Regions from separate parts of the Sus scrofa genome. Here region 2 is linked to region 1. Evidence: chromatin contacts called from public Hi-C data. All regions are on one chromosome and are shown on one strand. The core of a region is the stretch at or near the end of the contact, and the rest is flanking DNA. Distances in the headings are between cores, read along the strand shown.

Region 1 (6,524 bases), core at 1,012-3,511:
ACTTATTTATGACATGATTTTGAGTTTTTTTATTTGAATATTGAAAACACTCTAAGAATTTACAAAACCTCAGAACAATATTAGAACGATGCACTTGGGATACTTGATTTTCAGTGTTGGGCACATAAAAGAAGCCTTTAGAAAACTCACATCTGAAGTGATTTTATCACTTGAAATCATAAAATGGTTTTTTAAACATTGCCAAATTGAATAGATTGTGTATTTAGGTTCTATTTATACTGGGTGTTTTTAAACAAAAAAGTGCATATAGTAATAATACTATAGCTGTTTATTTTTGTGCAATATGTAAATCTATTTCTTCCAATTTTAGGTCTATCAAGTATGCAATCAATCAGCTAATAATTTTTACCACCTGCTACATGCAAAACATTGTGCTAGACACTAATAAGGCTAACTAGGTCTCCAAACAAAACCTCCCAGGAGTTCCCCTTCGTGTCTCAGAGGAAACAAATCTGACTGGTATCCATAAGGATGCGGATTAGATCCCTGGCCTCCCCCCGCGCGTGGGTCTGCGATGCAGCGATCTAGCGTTGCCATGAATTGTGGTGTAGTTTGCAGCGGGGCTTGGATCCCCACATTTCTGTGGCTGTGGTGTAGGCTAGCAGCTGTAGCTCTGATTTGACCCCTAGCTTGTGAACTTCCACATGCTGCAGGTGCGGCCCTAAAAAGCAAACAAAACAAAACAAAACAAAACCAAAACCAAAAACCAAAAAAAACGCAAAACCTCCCATCAACTGCCTTCAATCATATCCCTCCTGACCATCCTGAGAAGATGGTTGTCTTATTTTCATTGAACATTCAACTGAGTCTTCAGCAATTCAGAATCAGATGTTATTAAGACGTGGAGTCTTTTACTTAAAAAGGATAAGGTGGCCACTAATATCCCTTGTAGACATGTGGTGTCTGTGAAGTTTCTTCAGATCAACCTTGTTGGTGACTCAAATTGAAGCTGTTTGCCAGACAGCATCTTGCACCTTTGGGTTAAAAAACGTACGGGTTGATCTTGGAACAGCCTGGAAGTCTGCTTACTTTGCTGGCTCCGAATTAATAAAACAACTCTTTATCTCCCTTATTTGATTAGCTGCTTCAAACTTAACCAAAAGAAGCTAAAATCCCCTCTGACACTGGTTTAAGATAGAAATAAGACCAGAAAAACAAGGCTACACGGTCTACAAAATCAGTTATGGGATTCACAAAACTTAGGTGCCCTGAACTTAATAACCCATTGCAGAAGAATTATATTCATGTAGTTTGGAAAACTGCTTTTAATATTTAAGTCTAGATGTGGTTTATTCAGTAGGATTTGAAAACAGAACTCATACTGTGCTATCCTATGTGGTAGCCACTAGTCACATGTGGCTATATGTTAAAGTTAATTGACATTAAGTTAAATTAAAATTAAAATTCAGTTCCTTAGGTGGCATTAGCCTCAGTCAACTACTTAATATACATATGAGGATAATGGCTACTGTACTGGATGGTGAACATACAGAACATCTCCATCATCCAACAGGGTAGCCTTCCATTAAAATATCAACTCCAGGCAGGAATCTCAAATTCAAAATCCTTAAGATTGACTTTGCTTTTATGGATTTTTTTCCAGGGTCTCAAAATAACTATGTCATTAAAAAATTTTTTTTTTTTTACATAATTGCCTACCTTGAGACAAGTCAGGTCATGGGGGCTCTGGTTAACCATCATGTCAACCTCATGGGGGAGAGTATAGGAATAATGAATAATAAGTATCAAATTACTATCCGGCAGTGGGGTTGATTTAGTAACTTGTAAATAGAACTCTGTTATGGGGAAGGTGTCAGAATGTGCCTCACCAAAAGGCATTTTGATTTATGCTACCTTATGTATCCAGATATTTTTCAAGTCAATGAGAAAGATTATTTGGCCCTGGTGATTAAATTACTACGATGAGCAGATTTCTGGCACCAGCTGAACCCTAAAATTAGGAAAAGAGAAACATGAACTTCTTTATTCTTGTCAGTTCAAACCCAGCCATGACTTTTTGCTGAGTGTAGACATTTAGATGAAGAAGTACTTTTAAATCAGCTTTATCTTGTTATTTCATTACCCTTTTGCAGCAATGACAACCATCGTACAGAATTAATAAATCAAGACTAAACATTGCATGGATGTCAGAGTACAAAGACGCATTTACTCTGCACACAGCCTTATGATCTACAAGGTGATTCATCACTTGTTATCCTGGCCTCCCAGGATGACTGAGGGGCTGGATGACGCATACTAATGTACAAAAGTCAGTGCTGGGCCGCTTGCCTGCAATGTCCCACATATTCTCCTTCTTAGGTCTAACTGATTCTTAACCCATTGGCTGTGGGGAGGACTGCCTTTCAGAATCAGTTATCTAAATATGGTGAATTAATCTGGGAAACTGGTGAAATATGAAGTATGGCTTCCTCTAGCCCTGCTTTGTTTGCTGACATTTTGCCGAACACTAGAGTTTCGACGAGACCAGATAAGAAAGACCGGACACATAAAGATGAGTGCCCCAGAAAAGAGCATTAGACTTTTCAGATATAGTTCCCATTGTGGCGCAGTGGAAATGAATCCAACTAGGAACCATGAGGTTGCGGGTTCAATCCCTGGCCTTGCTCAGTGGGTTAAGGATCCAGCGTTGCTGTGAGCTGTGGTGTGGGTTGCAGATGCGGCTTGGATCTGGTGTTGCGGTAGCTGTGGTATAGGCCGGTGGCTACAGCTCTGATTTGACCCCTAGCCTGGGAATCTCCATATGCCACACAGGAGTGGCTCTAAAAAGCAAAAAAAAAAAAAAAAAAAAAAAAAAAGATACAGTGTCCCATTCGATCCTCACACCATTCTGTATATAAGCAGGGATTTTTGGGGGTCACAAATGAGGTGCTCTCTTGAGAACTGATCACTTTCCACCTGTGTTCCTCCCCATGTGCCTCTGTTTGTAATTATTTATATACATGACCAGCTCTCTCACTACATTTGAAGGTATCTGGAGAGGGGCCCATGTGCCCCTTGTTTTCCTGGCATCTAGCATGATGCCTGGTCTATGGGTTGTTCAGTTGCTCAGAAGAAGAAAGGTGAATGTAACACAAAAGTTCTGTAAGCTGGGCTGTGAGCACAGACAGATGGGCGGGTTAGCTAGTGCCTGGTGGACACAGATGTGTGTACTGTGAGGTCAGCAGTATGTGCAGATTACGAGCCTGCACCAAAGGTCTTGTTCTGTGTCATCCTGGAGATTCAACAGAAGGGAGAGGTGGAGCTTAGAAACACAGAATAGAAGGGATTGAGGAGGTAGCAATTGCCACAGTCAGTGGAACTGCGTGTTTCTCCTGAGTTCCTGCTCCTAATTAACAAAATCTTGCGTGAAGTTGACTCTATTAACAAACATCACAGCTCCTTCCACAGATCGTCTATGTTGCATTAAGCTTTCCTCTTCTGAGCAATTGTTTGGGTATATTTAATGTTTTCACTTGTATTAATCTTTAACATTACTCTTTTTTTTTTTTTTGTCAGGAGAGTAGAATTTATTGGTGGGTATAGGAGGGGTCAGTGCCAAGGTCCTAATGACTGCAGCACCCACCATTTGTCCAGGGGGCCACAATTAGGGATGTATTTGACCCCTCAGTCGTCTTTTCTGCCACCACATCCTCAAATTCTTCTGTATTAAACTTAGTAAATCCCCCACTTCCTGGAGATATAGATCTTCTGGTGGCCAGGAAACTTAAACATGGCCTTGTATAGAGCCTCAATCACATGCTCCTTGTTTTACAGCTTGGATGGATGTGATGACCTGGCCAATGTGAGACCTGGTCTCTGTTCCCTGGGGCTTTCCAAAGGTACCCCACATACCTGTCTGGAGCCTAGATTGAGGGCACCATGAGGTAAGACTGGGTGTTCACTGGAAAGGCCTGTCTCCAAGGCCCCTTAGGGCAACTTGCACAAGCAGCAGGCTGCATATACTACCAAGGAATCTGCTGTTGACAGCCATTGCACACCGGGTTCCCATGAGAAAAAGAGCACAGTTGGCTTAATTGGTAGCAGAGTAACTTTACTTTTAGATTTATGCTTTACTTCCCTTTTGTACTTCTGACCACTCCTTGTTTTAATTTCTAACACAAATCATCAATTCCCACTTTTAACACCATTTCAAATCTTGTTGAATTGGGGACTTGTTTACTGTGTTCTCATAAGGCCTTTCCTTCCCTTTGGATCTCAGAATGATTCCTGAAGGGGGTGGGGGTAAGGGATTCCTAGGTTTTGCTCTCGTGCAAAAGAAAGCATGTCGTGATGTTGGGAACTGAGGAGGGGCATTGCCCGGCTTCTGCCTGGAGTTTACCTCCCCTGTTTCTTCCCACATGTGGATGTTCAGTGATAATGAGTACATTTTAAGAGAAAGGAAACTGGCCTTACTTGAAGTAGAGGTAATGTGCCAAGATAAATTGTAGAAGTCATGAGAAAGTATAATATGGCAAAAAAACATGCTGGGCTTTACTTTTAAGGGTAGTATGAAAATCATTCTCAGTGTTATAATGTGGGAGGAACTAGAAATGAAGTGGCACATTAGTTACTGCCTTGCAGTCCCACAGACTGGGGAGGCCCCACTCAGGTTCTAATACATACAAAGGCCCTGGAGGCTTTAGCCTTCCATAAAAAAAGGGGAGCAGAGGATGCATTTGAAAACAAATAGTAATGTAATGTAAGGCTCTATAAACAAATTGTGTAGTAGAACTAGAGGGGCAGTAACCCCCAAATAAATAATATCAATATATTATTTTTATCGTTGTGCTAGAAAAATTTTAAATCATGTATACATAACTTGGCAATAATATGGGCTATTCTTTTAAGGGACTCAAAATATTCATTTTGAGTGTTTGGGTGAATTGCCAAGGTCACACTACAACACAGTAGCAAATCACGAGGAAATACATGAAAACCCAGGCTGGCTGTTTAAAAAACAGAAACAATATGGTGGTTTAAAAAATAATGCCCATATATATGTATGGCATTATGAGTGTGAGATTATTTTCAAATTTCAAACTTATTTTGAAGTCTTGAAAATTCAATCTAGATTGATTCTATTTCTTTTAAAAATATAAGTATAGTTGATTTACAATGTTGTGTTACTTTCTGGTACAGAATAAAGTGATTCAGTTATATATATGTATATATAGGCGTTCCCGTCATGGCGCAGAGGAAGTGAATCCGATGAGGAACCATGAGGTTTTGGGTTTTATCCCTTGTCTCGCTCAGTGGGTTAAGGATCTGGCATTGCCGTGAGCTGTGGTGTGAGTCACAGATGTGGCTCAGATCTGGCATTGCTATGGCTCTTGCGTAGGCTGGCAGCAAGAGCTCCTAATGGACCCCTAGCCTGGGAACCTCCGTATGCTGAGGGTGCAGCCCTAGAAAGACAAAAAAGACAAAAAATAAATAAATATGCATATATATATATGTATATATATAAAAATTTCACATTACTTTCAATTTATGGCTTATATTGAATATAGTTCCCTGTGCTATACAGTAGGACCTTGTTGTTTATCTGTTTAATATATGGTAGTTTGTATGCGCTAATCCTAAATTCCTAATTTATCCCTCCCTTCACCCCCTTTAGTAACCATAAGTTTGGTTTCTATGTCTGTGAGTCTGTTTCTGTTTTGTAAGTTCATTTGTATTATATTTTAGGTTCCATATGTAAGTGATATCATATTATATTTGTCTTTCTCTGACTTTGATAATTTTTAGGTCCAGCCATGTTACTGCAAATGACATTATTTCATTCTTTTAATTGCTGAGTAATATTCCATTATGTGTATGTGCATACACACACACACACACACACACACACACACACACACACACACTCTTGAGGCTTTCAAATCTCATCTATATATATACACATATATATAGGACACTTAGGTTGCTTCCAAGTTTTGGTTATTGTAAATAGTGCTGTTTTGAACATTGGGGTGTATTATCTTTTTGAGTTAGAGTTTTCTCCAGATATATGCCCAAGAATGGGATTGATGTCAACTCTGCTTTTAGTTTTTTAAGGAACCTCCATACCATCCTCCATAGTGGCTGCATCAATTTACATTCCCACCAACAATGTTAGAGGGTTCAATATTGAGAATTTTAAAGCAAATCTAAGTAACAAAAGTCAGTGAGAGTCCTGTACTTCTTATGTGTTTTCTTTTTTCTTTTTGTCTTTTTGCCATTTATTGGGCCGCTCTCGTGGCATTTGGAGTTCTCAGGCTAGGGGTCAAATCGGAGCTGTAGCCTCTGGCCTACGCCAGAGCCACAGCAACGCAGGATCTGAGCCGAGTCTGCAACCTACACCACAGCTCACGGCAACGCCGGATCTTTAACCCACTGAGCAAGGACAGGGATCGAATCCTCAACCTCATGGTTCCTAGTCAGATTCGTTAACCACTGTGCCACGACGGGAACTCCTCTTATGTGGTTTTAAATCTGTTAAAGGGCTGTCAAATTTCATCTATTAG
Region 2 (6,946 bases), core at 1,023-3,522, 970 kb after region 1:
GATGTCACCTCTGTCCCTGGAAGCTCTGGGACATCCAGGGCCCCACCCACCTCTCCAGGGCCTAGGTATAAGGCCTTGTACCCCTGCCTCAAGCCCAGCCAGTTTGCCAAAGTTCCAGAACTTTCTTGGACACTTTGAACTATACAGGTGCTCTCTGAAAGAGAACAGAGTTGCCTTCTGCCTCATCCATTTCAGAGTCAGCTGGTGTCTTGTGTCCCCTTTAAAAAAAAAAAAAAATCTTTTTCTACTCATCCAGCAAAGAGCGCTTATTTATCTCACGAATTTGAGCACCACCCTCACCTCTTCAGAAGGAAACCACACAAACTGGGTGCTGTAAACTAGCTTCCCACAGCGTTGGGGGCACACGGGGCCTCCTGGGGAGGGTCTCCCCTCCTCCAGGGTGTATACTCAGCTGCAGAGCACAGAAAGGCCTATTGTTCCGCCGGCCACGTGCTGGGTGTCCCCCCTCCCCCCTCCCAGGAGGTAGAAACGCTGCCTGGAGACCTTATCATCTCCTGCCTGGCTTTCTGTTTGGTTTTGTTTCTGGTCTTTCCTTTTTTTGTGGTACTTCCTGGCCCAGACCCCCAGCCGCTTGCTGCACCTTGTTCGTCCCGTACCCCATGCCCAGCGAATGCCTTTTGCGTGCCTTTGATGTCCCAGCTCAGTTCTGGGGGAGCAGAGTGAACAACTCCCCCTTCGAGGCTCTGGGGGTTCGGCAGAGGGAGGGAACAAAGGCACGGCGTGGGCAGGGCCCAGGCCCAATCCACGGGGGCCTACAGCTCCCCAGTGAGTGTTGGGACATGGACACGGCAGGGGCTGGGCCGCCAACATTGGCAATGTCATAGGTCTTCGGAGCATCCAGCGCACCGGCTCAGAGGAGGAGTGTTGCAGGAGGAGCCAGGAAATTCTGGTTGGTCCCACTCCGCCACCGTGTGACCCCGCATGACCCACACCTCCCAGGGGAGACTCTGTGCCCCAAGAGGGGGCAAGAGCCCCCGTCCTGCCTGCGTACTTCCTGGGGCTGAGGTAGAGAGGCCGCTAACACAACCCTCTCCGAGGAAACGCTGGGAGAAGCAAAGGGCCTTTGTGAGTCAGCAGTGGGAGTCGTTGCTTGGTCCTTGCCCACCGTTTACCCTGAACCCTGCCACACTAGTTCCAGTAAACACCTAGTGGGCTTGTGCTGCCCCCTAGTGGCAAAATCGAGTCCTCATAATTCACTTCCAGTTAAATTTCAATTCTCTTAAAAATATCAGAAAAATTACTAAGGATGAGTATGAATATATATATATATATATACATATATGTATATATATATAGAGAGAGAGCCCAGCCTGGATTTTATCTATTTTTATACCAGTGCATTCATAAAATATATTTAAAAATATTTATTAATGGAGGAAGTCACCCATGAAGGCAAAAGTGCCCAACACAGCCCTGGACCCAAGGAGGAAGGCATGTCCCAGCTCCCCCTTCCTCAGGCCGCTAGCCGGCTGCTGGCTGCTCCTCCAAGCCTGCGGGGAGGCCTGCCTGGGGCCTGCTGGTGGCCTCTTGTCAAGGCCTTACCAAAAAGGCTGGTACTTGCCCCGAGATGATGGAGATAAGATGGAGGAACAGATGGAGAAACCAAAGCAATATGGCTGCTTTTCTTCAGCCTTTAAAAAAACTTTTAAAATCCCCAAAGAGTACAAAACACCATGAGAAATAGTTCCTTTTCTCTTTGCTAATATTGAGACAGGACTAGTTGACCTGGAGAGACATTATGGCTCCTGAATTTTTTTTTTTTTCTTTTTCTTTTTTGGCCTCCCTGTGGCATATGGAGGTGCTGGGCCCAGGATCAGATCCTAGTCACAGCTGCAACCTACCTGGGATATTGAACCCACTGCGCCAGGCCAGGGATTGAACCTGGGTCCCAGTGCTGCAGAGACACTGCCAATCCCATTGCACCATAGCAGGAACTCCGGGGCTCCTGCACACTAATGATAACAAGTGACCAATAACCTCTGGCTTCCCTCTTTATGAGAAGTGTCCTCAGAGGCTGCATACCTCATCCCCCAGGGAGCAACTGGCCCTGTTTTCAGACAAGGAATTTGGAGTCTAAGAGGTCACAGGCTTGTGAAAGGGAAACCCTAGCTTGAACCCAGGGATTGGGGCTTCAGATTCTCACTCTCCTCACTGCTTTGAGTGCTGGGAGTTGAATGACACACACCCCTCTACAAGGTTGGGAGGAAAATGCTGCAGAAAAAGTCCACAATGCTTTTCCCTCCATACCTGTGAAATTAGTAATCTAGTCAACAGTCATCCTCTAATCATGATGAATAATCAACTGAAAACTCCTGCCCTTTGACCTGGTTAACTGCTTTCCTTTCTCCTTTTCATGTGACAGAGATTCCTGAAGAGCCTTGCACATTCCTAATAGTTCTTCACACCCTCTCTCAGGCCTTCCCAGGCCTCTGAGAAGCTTCCCTTGAGACTCAGCTTCCTGGCATTGGATCTGGGATGAAAGGTCCCTGGGCTTCTGGAGGCTTCCTTCCAGGCCCCCCTCCAGCTCCACGTACCCTCTCCCTTCCCCTAAGCGGGGCCCAGATGATGGGCAGAATTGAGAAGAATGTTGTCAGTTTGGTACCATGTCTTGTCTTGCTTTGAGGAAACCAATGTGCACAACACTGAAAAGCATGGAGGGTTTGACGGTGGTGGGACGGGGGGCAGCCATGTCACAGAGGCCTAGGAGACCCAGGAAGGCAGTTGATGACCCGTCACAGGTGCTGGGTTTGCTGAGAAGGGCTTCTGATACCCGCAGTGCAGTGAAGTGACGTGAAGACTGCATCTTTACCCACAGGAGGTGCAAACATCCGAGTGAGTGTGCAGAAAACTTTCTTCCAGAGCTTTCATCTCTGGGGTGGAATCAAGTGGGATCATATGTGCCTTCTTACAGTCTAGGAAAACTCACATTCCATAAGCATCTCTGAGGTGCAGCCCTTGGCCATTGGAAACCCTTGTTAAGTAGGGATTATTTGCCCAGCTTTAGTTGCTCAGCTTTACATATTAGTAAACTGAAGTTCAGAGAGGCTGAGAGATTTAGCCAAGATCACAAAGCTAGTTGGGAGAGTATTGACTCAGGGCATGATATAAGCTCCAGAAACCCTTGAAACCATAGTTTGCCTGACCCAAGACACCCTGGATACGTCTCTCCTTGAGACTGAGGGGAGTCCCTTGTAGCACTCTAGGTAAGAGCGGATGATCTCCCCATCAGTCGGATTTCTAAGTTGAGTGATCGGAGGTTATGCGTACAGGTGCCTGCCCAGGCACTGGCCTTTGTCCCAGTCTCCCATTCCCTTCCTCCACGGGCACACGAAGGTCAAGTCCTGACTGTGTCAGTCCCTGTGGACTCATCTGTCTATCTGCCACAGATGTCTAGCAGCTGACCAAGATAAGAATGGAGTGAATGGGCTTTGGAGCCAGGTGGGCTTGGGTGTAAATTTCAACTTCTGCCATATTTTCAGGGAAAACTCAGGTTTTAGCATGGGGATGGGGGTGAGGAGGTTCGAGTCAGAATCCTGCAGTCTCTGCCAGCCTCTGAGTAGAGGAGGGGTGGGAGCCAGCCGCCAGCCATCCCCATAACAGCAAGGCCTTCCTGCCCCCAGGTGGGGAAAGAGCCCACCGCCGACAGCGGGCAGCACCCAGCTCAAGGGATACAATTTCAGGGCCCAAACAAGACTCAGATGGCTCTGGTCCTCCAAACTCTCTCCCATACACTAGTCCAAAACTCACTTTCAAGGCCCACTGTAACCATCCCTGGGGGTGAGGGAGGGGTGGGGAATGACACGTCACAATGTTTAAAAGAACACTGGGGAGAGCATTAGCATGGAGCCCACCAGGAACCACACTTTAACACCCGATCTGTGGCCTCTGTCTCCTCTTCTTTAACGTATAAAGCTAATAGAATGTGATGACATGACACTGCTGCTCTAGGCACTTTTTATGTACGTTGTCATTCCGAGCTCACAATAGCCTGAGTCCCATTTTCCCCATGAAGCAGGCATGTGGGTGAGGTCACCTAGCCACGGTCACAGGAGCAAAGCTGGACTTGGAACTCAGGCAGTCAGGTGGCAGCGTCCCTGCTCTTGCTTCTTATGGCAATAACGAGGCCTTACTCTCAGGTGAGAGGCCAGACTGAGAGAAGTCCTACATCTAAAGTTTCTGACACGAAACACGAACTCAGTTAATACTATTTTCCTTCCCTGGGCTCTTGGATTTGGGAGGAGGGAGCCACCGTCTGCCTCTCTCTGCAAAGGTTTGTCTTGCGCATGTGGGTGCTTGGTCGGTCTCTGAGAGATGAATGACAGGACAGGTTTTGCCAAGGTGCATGGCAGGAGTGAGGAAAGGGGAGCGCTAGAAATAGAAGTGTGTGTGCACATGCACACACACAGGCTAAGGCTGTGGCAAATGCCATGGTTTTCCTGGGGCCTGACCACCACTCCACTGGCTGCAAGTTTGTGAGGGACTGTGAGGGGGGGCTTTGACGCCTACTGTCCTTTACATCATGGTGTCGGCCGCAGAGCTTCCCAGGAGCCCAAGCAACGGGGAAGCCATCAGGGAGGAGGAGCGACCCCCCCCCCCTGCCACCCCAGCTCTAGTGCCTGGAGGATTAGAGGTTGCTCCTAGGGGTGGCCATGTGTGTGGTGGGTGGAGCTTGGGGGGCCTGGTGAGAGGAAATAGGGCTGTTCTGTATTCTAAGTTAGCCAGGCCCACACCCAAGCAGTGGCTGCCCCCGCCCTGCTCTGGCTTGAGTCAACCACTGGCAAACGGAGAGCGTTTCTTAGCACCAGAAAGGGGTCTCTGTGGGGGCAGAGAGAGCCAGCTCTCTGTGGAAGATCTCCAAGCCCCGCGGGCACAATTCCACCAGAATACAGCCTCACCGACCCAAGCAGTCTGGGCGATGGTTACTGAGGTGCATTCATCTCTGTTTATCAAGATGACACGGGCCAAGGCCATGTGTACCGGGGCCAAAACAAGCAGACCTTGACAGGGCAACATACCAATGTGTTGGTTTCACCACGTTCTCTCCGAATGTCCCTCAGCTCAGTTGACACAGCAGGCTGGGGATGGTGGAAGATGGCCCAGGGACTGCCGCACCCTGCTCCGACGTTAACTGTGTGTTCACAGGCATAGCCTGCGCAGCCAGGGTACAGGGGAGCAAGGCAGAACTTTTCCACAAAGGGGACTCACTGAATCCCAGTGGCTTGGAGGTTTGGGGAGTGGTGGTTTAAAAAAATCCCACCCACTGCTTCAGTTTGCTCTGCTCTTTGTAAGGACAGTCACAACCCCAAACTCCTGGAGACTTTAATCCAGTCCCTGTTTGGTTTCATCCCTCATGACCAGCTGAATTGGGCTTTTCTGAAATGTTCAAGATTTGCAAAGGATAGTTCAGATCCTGATTCCATCACCGGCATTTCAGAAGGGTTCTTAAAATGACAAAATGGTTCCTTTGCACTCTCCACATCTTCATCATTGAATATTTATGAAGTGCCCACACTGGGGTTGCTGTCCAGTTCTGAACCCAGATAAGAGGGGAGGTTCTTTATTCTCTTGGGGGCAGGGTGTGTGTGGGGGTGCTTAGTCAACTGTATATTTCTTTTAACTTCTGAAAGCTTTCCTGTTCCTGGGTGGGGGGAATGTCAGTTTGTTTTTGCAAGAGAAAGAGTAAACTTTTGCTAATGCATAGTGTTTCGTCAATTATCATTTGGGGTTTTCGACAGTGCTTGTTTTCTGAAACTCTCATCACCTCATTTCTTTGCACTAAAAATACTTGAGGCGGTTGAACATTGGTTGAACTCATGACTGTGGCAGTTTGCAAATTGAAGGGATGCTTTCATTTTTTCCGACCCATTCTCTCCTTTTCCACTCCACCCAAAAACAAATCATGCAGATACCGCATTGCTGGAGTGAGTCACCAGGGAATCTATCTCGTGCTGAGTTCTCTGCCATCCGCGGTCCAACACTGCCCCCTCGTGGTCAGAGCATGGTCATCTCTGCGCTCACAGTCTCCTACCCCCATGAGAGCAAGGGCTGCTTGCTGGCCAGTCTTCAGGTGCTGGTGGTTGGAACAGCTTGGGAGGTCCGAGTGGCCTCAGGGTCCCTGGGCACTCAAGGCCATGCTATGTACTCTCCAGGGTGAAAGGCTCTGGGCTGTGGACTTGGCTTTTGCCTCCCATTCGAGACACAGTGCACCAGACTCAAAGTCCTTCCCTAGGAATTGGATGCTTAACTTAGAAAGGTGCACAAACTCTTCCGGGCCTTTGAAGGAGATCCCTCAGTATGGGGCTGGGTTTAAATCACCTCCCTGTTCCCAGAGCCCTGGACCCTCACCTGACATTTGGTAAATACTCCATAAATACTTGGGAATGGACTTCAGTTAGTTTGTCATCAACAGTTATGTTCTAGGCATTTCCATCATGGCACAGTGGAAAGGAATCCAACTAGGAACCATGAGGTTGTGGGTTCGATCCCTGGCCTCGCTCAGGGGTTAAGGATCCAGCATTGCCGTGAGCTGTGGTATAGGATGCAGATCTGGATCTGGCATTGCTGTGGCGTAGGCCAGCGGCTACAGCTCTGATTCAACCCCTAGCCTGGGAAACTCCACATGCCGCGGGCGCAGCCCTGAAAAGCAAAAAAAAAAAAAAAAAGTTCTTAGTACTGACTGTTTTGGGTCCCTGGTTAAGACTAGGCATCTAGAGTGTGTATAAAGGACAGTCCCAGCTCTGATTGGAGTTGTTGAAGAATTAGGCTGGACACAAGAGATGACACTTGCCAGTGTTGTCATTGCTCAAGGAATAACATAGGCAGTAAGCAGCACCAGTGTGTGGGGGAAAAGGAGAGATCCTCTGAGCCATGACACAAGGGTCAGCTTATCTGATTGGTGAGATTGTGCTGTGCCTTTAAGGAAGTG

What was found. A called contact is a pair of places that touch in the nucleus more often than the background predicts.
Region 2: a contact with region 1 is called in a Hi-C map of embryonic fibroblasts, with 2.9 times the contacts expected there. The contact joins two enhancer-like sites. A contact is called at or near these places in 27 of 47 Hi-C or Micro-C datasets (alveolar macrophages, blood, brain and 15 more) and 1 of 2 datasets of contacts at active chromatin or transcription factors (alveolar macrophages).

The regions. Positions count from the first base shown.
Region 1 is chr13:96,000,955-96,007,478 of Sscrofa11.1, forward strand. It overlaps a transcript of KCNAB1 not described here. Among named protein-coding and RNA genes, the nearest start is that of KCNAB1, 96 kb to the right of the region's middle. Within about 2 kb of position 2,262, at least 7 of the 83 cell types and tissues checked have an H3K27ac peak or open chromatin away from gene starts, as enhancers often do. A contact at or near this core is called in embryonic fibroblasts, where this site is marked.
Region 2 is chr13:96,967,704-96,974,649 of Sscrofa11.1, forward strand. No RefSeq gene overlaps it. Among named protein-coding and RNA genes, the nearest start is that of CCNL1, 33 kb to the right of the region's middle. Within about 2 kb of position 2,273, at least 52 of the 83 cell types and tissues checked have an H3K27ac peak or open chromatin away from gene starts, as enhancers often do. A contact at or near this core is called in embryonic fibroblasts, where this site is marked.